Regions from separate parts of the Urocitellus parryii genome. Here region 1 is linked to region 2. Evidence: chromatin contacts called from public Hi-C data. All regions are on one chromosome and are shown on one strand. The core of a region is the stretch at or near the end of the contact, and the rest is flanking DNA. Distances in the headings are between cores, read along the strand shown.

Evidence for each region. Hi-C and Micro-C count contacts between places; a contact is called where the count stands out from the background.
Region 1: a Hi-C map of liver shows a contact between it and region 2, with 6 times the contacts expected there. The contact joins the promoter of Rnf150 here to the promoter of Tbc1d9 in region 2. A contact is called at or near these places in 2 of 2 Hi-C or Micro-C datasets (liver and muscle).

The regions. Positions count from the first base shown.
Region 1 is chr10:17,096,162-17,099,757 of mUroPar1.hap1, forward strand. It overlaps Rnf150 (ring finger protein 150), which reads right to left and starts at 2,036. Exons shown (of 7, transcript XM_026386172.2): 1 at 559-2,036. The coding sequence starts at 1,048.
Region 2 is chr10:16,788,081-16,791,948 of mUroPar1.hap1, forward strand. Tbc1d9 (TBC1 domain family member 9) reads right to left here and starts at 1,535. Exons shown (of 21, transcript XM_026386208.2): 1 at 1,328-1,535. The coding sequence starts at 1,457.

The DNA.
Region 1 (3,596 bases), core at 786-3,285, 310 kb after region 2:
TGTGTAAAACCAGTGGGGGAGGGGGGGACTGCTAATCTCCCACGAAGAGCGGAAACCTAACTTGCAGAAGAAGCAAGTTTGCAGTGGCAAGCTGCTAGCAGGTAACTCTACCCACCTCCTGATACACAGACGCATGCATCAGGGGAGCACCTGATGCACACACCCGAGTGCAGAGCCAGTTATCAGATACACCGGCTCCCAACAGGTGCAGAACCGGTCACTAACCAAGACCAATACCCGAACCTTGTCTTCCAAAGCCCGCCTTCCAAAGTCTTCTCAGAAAAGTCAGCCCACCTCAACAAGGCTGCGTCCGAGCGGCGCTATGTCAAGCTCTTTGATATTTGCCCAATATAGTGCATCCTCTACTCTTTGTAATCCCCCGCCCCCAAAGTGACGCGGGGCAAAACTTAATAGGTCCGGGGAACCGAGACGCGTCTTCCGCGCAGCACGGACTTTCCAGAAAGGATCTGGGCTGCAGGCACTGGATCTTTCTCGGCGCCTCCGTCCTCTGGGTCTCCCCTCCCCCGCACCCGCCCAGCACCGTCCGGGGCAGCTTACCTGCGTGGGGCATGGTGATGGTCTCGTTGGTGTTGGAGCCCGCGTTGAAGATAACCACAGCGGAGGCGTTCTGCAGGAACGCGTTCCGGATCTTATCCCTGTACGTGCAGTTGCCCTTGGGGATGAGGGCTATCCAGTTCTTGCCGTGGGTCGGCGCGGCGAACTTGGTGTTGGGGTCGCAAGCCAGGCGATCGTGGGCCGAGCTGGCCATGACCACCTCCCCGCGGGCGTCCTGCTTGGGCGAGTGCTCCCCGTAGCGCCCGCACTCGGTCTTCTCCGTGTGCAGCTCGGCGCCGGCGCCACCGCCGCCCGCAGCCCCGGCCCCGGGGTCCGGCGCGGGCTCGGCGTAGGTGATGTTCACGAAGGCGGTGTACCATTCCTCCTTCTCGGCCACGGTGAAGTCCAGGCAGAGCAGATGCACGAAACAAAAGGAAAGCAGCCATGTTGAGAGAGCCAGACTGCGGCACGCTTGGATGAGAGACATTGCCATCTTTATCCGCCGGGGCCCCCTCCCCGCCCCCCGCGCCCTCCTCCCGCCCCGTCCCTCCTCCCCAGCCCGGGCCAACCCCGGGCCGGCCGCTTCTCCAGCTGCTGCTGCTACTGCTCACTCCCGGGCCCGTGGGGCCGCGGCTGGGACGCGCAGCCGCCTCGGGGACCAGATTCCGGGCGAGCGGGTGGCGCCGGCCCCTTCGCCTCTTAGCCGAAGCGCGGCGGTTGCATCTTGCTTCTCAGGAGCGCTGGGGGTGAGAAAGGAGGGGGCGCTTCGGCTTGCGGAGGAGTCCAGCTGCCAAGCGTCCTGCTCCTTCGGCCGGCTTCTTCTCTCATGGGGTGGCAGGGGGCCCAGGAGCGTGCGGGGTGGCAGCTCTGCCCGCTCCGGCCCCGGCGGGGGCGGGCGCGGCCGCTCGCAGGCGGAGTGTCCCAGCCGCCGCAGCCGAGCGCCGGGGTGAGCGGGTCCGGCCGCAGCCCTGGCGGCCGCCCCCACTGCGCGCCGGTTCGCTGGGGCAGCTGGCGTGCGCTCCTGGCCTGGCTGATGGCTGTGCCGAGACACACACTTGCCGCGGGAGGGGTCGGCTCAGGGAGAATGGGAGCGAGTGGGAAGAGTGGAGTTACGCGGTCCGTGTGTGTGTGTGTATGAGTGTCTGTATATGTTTGTGTGTGTGTATAATGTGTGCGTGCAAGGAGGAGCTTAGTGTGATGTCAAAGCTTCTGGGCTTCACTTGCCACGCTCCCTCAGTCTCTCTCCATGGACAGCAGCGACCCCTGCCGGGTCTCACATTCACCATCAGTTTGCGACATGATCCCGGTGGGGGCAAAAGGGGAAGCGACCCCTTGACCTATAAGTACAGAAACAACTTCCTACGCCTTAAATATAGCAAAATGTGCCTCTTGTAAACAACCTTTTCATTTGCTGGAAGAACTACGGTGAGCTCCCTAAGTACCCGACCCGGGACCAAAGTCTAAATCTTGTTAGTCTAAGGTCTTTTAACACTGCTCCTGAAATATCTAGAACATTGTCTATTAAACTTTAGTTTTAAAACAGACTAATGGGCCTTGTGAAGTTTCTGGTCTAGTAGGCCTGGGTTGGGCCCCAGAACACACATTTCTAAGGAGTTCCCAGATGATCTAATGCTGCTGGTCTAGGGACCACTATGTTGGGGTGGGTATAGGAATAGGCAGGCTTCTTTTCTCCCATCTGGAAACAAACACGTGACATTTTTCCCTCCTTATAAAATGGACATTGTCTAACTCTGTGGAGGAAAAGAGACTGGATGAGCCATTTCTCTCTGTATTTATTTTGGTTGTCATGACTGGCATCAGAGCACTCACAACATCAATAAGCAAGGGAGATTTGTTTGGGTTACTGTTTAGCAAGTGCTCTCCAGTTGAGCATGTAGATTACAACTACTCAGCAGAGAATACGGTTTCCCTAGAGTAATCTTAAAACTGTGGCACAGCATAATTACTTACCAATTAAGTGCTTGGTTGTTATCCTTTCTCACCTATGGTTTCCTTGGTTTGAGAAACCGAAAATATAAAGTGTTGAAAAATATTTGTGTGGTGGTTCTCAATCACTCACAGGTATTTCCCCGCTATCACTCATAGAACCAGGATCCAATTCATATCAAAAAGCAAAAAGTCCACCATTTCCCCAGGACCTGAATACACGTACAGCTCTCTGTTAATGAATGTCCACCAGCAAAACTTCTCTTTTTTTGGGCAGCAGTACCAACAGCTGGTGGCTGTTAGGGGAGAGCAGAGAGCCCCAGCTATACCCAAATTAGAAGCAGGCACAAGAACTACTTAGAAGAATCTGTCTCTCTGGTATTTGATGTGCTGGATTTGTATGTGTTCCTAGCTTATTCCTTTTAGAAAATAGGCTTCTAGGCAATTGGGACAGTGCTTTTTATAGTGCCTAATGCCCAAGGAGGCAAAGTGGAGATGCCTGGCTGCTGGTTTCTGAACCACCAGAGATCTGAGGGAGGAGTACATTGGCTCCAAACCCCCAGGTAGATTCTGCAAAAATGCAAACCACGGTGATTCCCCAGACCTATCTTTTAGCAGTTTTCCTCTAGCCACAAAGCTTGGAGAATCTGTGTCATGAAGAATGTATGACTCTCCTTCTGTGCCCTTTCCCTTAGAGAAGTTAGGGACTGAAGACAGGCAGTCAGGAAGGCTGCAGCATAAGAACTCTCATAAGGAAAATGGGAGCCAGCTTCTTACTGTTGGAGAAGGAATTTGTAAATATTAAAAAAAAAACATTATAAGGAACTCTGAGATATGGGATTGGATTAAAAATGAGCATGGAATTACTTTTTTTAAAAAAAATATATGGGTCAGGTTGTGTTGTGGCTCAGTGGTAGAGCACTTGCCTGGCATGTGTGAGGCACTAGGTTTGATTCTCAGGACCACATATAAATAAATAAAATAGAGTCCATTGACAACTAAAAAAATTTTAAATACACACACACACACACACACACACACACACACACACCAAATCTCTCTCCATTCAGACTCTCGAAGCAATGATCAGAAAT
Region 2 (3,868 bases), core at 285-2,784:
TAATCCCAGTATTAGATATGCAAGTTACACACTAAAGTTTATACTCAGATAACGCCTACAAAATGAATTGGAAAATTCTGATTCAAATTCACCAGTCAGTATTTCCATAATGGCACTAGAGTGTTACAGATTTTCTTTTAGTTGAAAAGTGCAAAAAAATCAGATTGCCTATCAGCCATCAGATGTACTAGCAAAATCTTTCAAACATATGCCACCATATACTGTACCATATGACTCCTGATTTTTAATCTTGAGAAATCCAGTTTATAAATATATTCACAATAAAATATATACCATATCAAGATTTTTTTTTTAATTTCATAGCAGGACATTGTGAAAGCAATTTACCTAGCAGGCAAACTCTGAAAAGAGTGAAATAGTCTCCAGCCTAAAGAGGTCATAGGTCATTTCTTCTGTAGCCTCTTTCCTAGTTAAACTTCTGTATCATCTGCTAACTTTTTCACTGTAAAAAGTATTCCAGTTCTGTTCACTCTAACGAGGGGAAGGGAAGGATCAATTTCTCTAGTATGAGTTCAAGATTATTTGTAACCTCCCGCCATGTGCTACTTAGTTTATAAAGGAAGATCTTTCTGATATGGCACTACTTGGGATATGGGTCTGATTGATACTATAATCCTGAAAATGGCCTGGCTTCAGTTAGTTACATTAGTAATACCTTGTGAGGGGGTCAGAGAAGAAGTGACTGAGGTAATAATAGCATTTAGTCAAAATGCCATAGTACAGCCAATTCTTTTTACAAAAGAACTAGATCACTCGCTTTGTTTAATGCCTAATTAGGTGCAACAAAAGAATTTCTTTTTTCTTATTCATTCTGTTTGGTCATAACTAATATAGGAAATGACCACATCAGCTCCTTACTGATTGTTTCCCTAAAAACAAAAGAGCGTTTTTATACCTGATCCTGCTATTGCCAGTAAAGACAGTGAAGTAAAAATTAACCATTCCATGTCTCTTTTCCATAAGTAAAGCGATGTTTTTTAAAGGAGGGAGGGGGAGGGAATAACGTATTCAATTCCTAAGGGATGAGGCTCCCCGCGCCCCAGACTCACTCATCCTGGTTCTCATCAACATCGCCCACTAAGGGGGCGCCCAGCACGCGAAGACCCCATTGCCTGACAGGGTCAGAAAGGCAGCATCCCTTGCCCAGTCGGAGAATCCCGACTCCCGACGCCTTCCACACACCCTGGCGGGGCGGGTGGCCGACCCGGGGGACCGGGCGGTGTCCCCGGGGCCCGCAGCCCAGAGCAGCGGGCGGGGCCGCAGTGCCCGCGGTCTCCCTCCCGCAGGGAGCGGCCGAGGACCTTACCGGCCAGTCCGCCACCGCCGCCTCCGTCGCCGGCGTGCCCCTTCCTCCGCTGCAGGATGAAGTACGGGTTGGCCCTCTCGGTGATCCACAGCGCGTTGGCCAGCAGCACCTCCTCGGGGTTCACCCACATGGTCCCAGCCGCCGACGGCGGACGCACAAAGGGGCCGCGGGTCGGGTCCTGCACACTGGCGCGCACGGGCGCGTACTCCCGGCCACACGCGCGCCCGCCCGCTAGGTGAGGCTGGCACCAGCGACTTCACCAGGGGGCGGCCCGCGGCGCCAGGGCCACAACGAAACCCCCGCGGGCGGCCCGGGAGGACCGCGAGGACCCGGGTGCTGCGAGCAGCATCCTCCTCTCGGCGCCGCCGCCCCCCGCGCGCCCGCGGCCGCAGACGCCCAGGCCCGCCGCTCCGCAGCCCGGCTCCGGCCCACCGCGGCGGGAGGAGCGGGAGGAGGATGGAGAGCGGGAGGAGGAGGAAGTGGTGTGGCTTGGTCCCAGGATCCCGCTCGGCGGCGGCAGGGCTGCGGGCGACGCGAGTGGATCGTCCCCGCGGTCCAGGCCGAGCCCGGCTGGGGCGCGGCTGCTCCGGCAGCTCCGGCTCCGGGGCCGCCTGGGTCTCTAGCTGCTCAGAGCTCCCGAGGACGCCGCGCGTTAACACTCCTTCTCAGGGCCACTTGCACCAGCGGCCAGCCCAGCTTCCTCTGGAAGGACGCTCCGGACACTGCGAATGAATGACGACAGCGCGGCTCAGTTGGAGCGAACCCGGGTGTCACCAGTTTTCACAGGCGCAGATCCTCCTCGGACTCTGCGCGAGCCCGGCAGCCTTAGCTGGCTTCGCAGGAGCCTTCTGGGGACCTTGTGCCAAGCACTGAGCCCCACGCCCATCCCAGCAGGGAGGACGCTGCCAGCCTCTGTGAGCGTGTCTGAGCTGTTTGGGTTTCAGTTTGACAGTGAGGATAGCGCCACCCTCTTCCCAGGAAATGTGTGTTTCAAGGTTCCAGACCTGCCGCTAGATCCGAGGGTCGGAAGTGGACGCAACCAATGGTTGTCGATGTTTTTGTTTCCTGCATCCCTAGGGCAAGTCATGCGCCAAACTTGTCCCCGCCTGTGACCCCTCCCCCTCTCCATTCCATTGTAATTAAAGTGGCCCAGCTAAGTGCATTACATCACTTCTTTCCTTGACCTGTAGGGCATGAGCAATTGCGAAGTTGGAAGCAGCCCAAAAGCTTAGACTAACTAATTCACACCACAGCTGTTCCTATATTAGGGTTTTTTGGAGCTTCGAGGACCCGGCATGACGAAATTCAGAGATTTATCCACGTTTAATAGATGGATTAAATGTTTTAAGAAAGTGAAACCAGAGACACAAGAACCAGGCTTTATATCCCTAGACAGTTTCACTTTCCCGCACACAGGGAGTCTTTGGTGGTGATCACAGCCCATCCACCTGCTTATCTGATGACCTCTGGTTTGGGCAGATCTGGGAAATAGTTCATCTAAATAGACCTCCCTGCCCTGATGATCAGCGTTTGCTAGACTCTGCGTTGCTGAAGATGTCTGACAATCCTAGGAACTTCCCCCTTTCCCCTTGAGCAAAGCATTCAGAGGAGACATTCTTGCTGTGCTGGGGTTTGAATGTGTCACCTCCCAAATTCAGGTGTTACCAGTGGGATAGTATTAAGAAGTGGAACCTTTAAGAGGTGATTAGGCCATGAGGGCTCCACCCTCAGGAATAGGATTTAGGCCCTTATAGAAGTTCCAGCTCAGCAGCTTTGGGCTAGTTTACCCTCCAGCCTTTGCCATATGAGAACACAGCAGGAAGGCCCTTACCTGGGGTGGCCAAGTTTATCGTGTATTTCTCAGCCTTGGGAACTCTGAGAAATAAATGTATGTGCTGTAGAAGTTACCCTGGCTCAGGTATGACGTTACAACAGCACCGTGGACTAAGACACAGTGGACTTCAAATGTTTGCTTAAGCAGCTCTGACTTGTAAGGGGGAATCTGTCAGATGGCTGGATGAACAAACACACCCCTCCACTCCTCAGAGGCTGCCAGTCAGTGAGTGTCCTACCACCCACTTCCGGTGAGGGAGCCGGAGTCAGGGTCACTCCGTGTGGATTGGATTGGCAACTAAAGGACCACATAAACACAGAAATACCTCTTTGGGGGTTCAAGGATGGCTCTGAGACCTCAGCTCCCATGCTGGAGGACAAGGGGAACAAGGGAGGCAGGAGGCAAGAGATCAACCACACCCAGAACCCCTGTTTGTATTTAGGGAAAAGACTTTCAGAAGAAAATTCCACCCAAATAAGGCAAGGGATTGTGGAACAGCAAACACGGGGATGTAGCCCAGTCCCACTGGGGGACACCAGAGCTGCACTTCCTGGCCAAGTGAAGGTGAAGCCCACCTGCCTGGCGCTGCGTGCAATGCCAGTTCCCACCCCCATTACTGAAGGCTAAGGGGGCGTGCCCAGCTCCTGTTCTGGGCAGCCCCCACAGTTCCCTACCCTGAGGGCTGTCAGGAATGGAAGGCCTCCTGT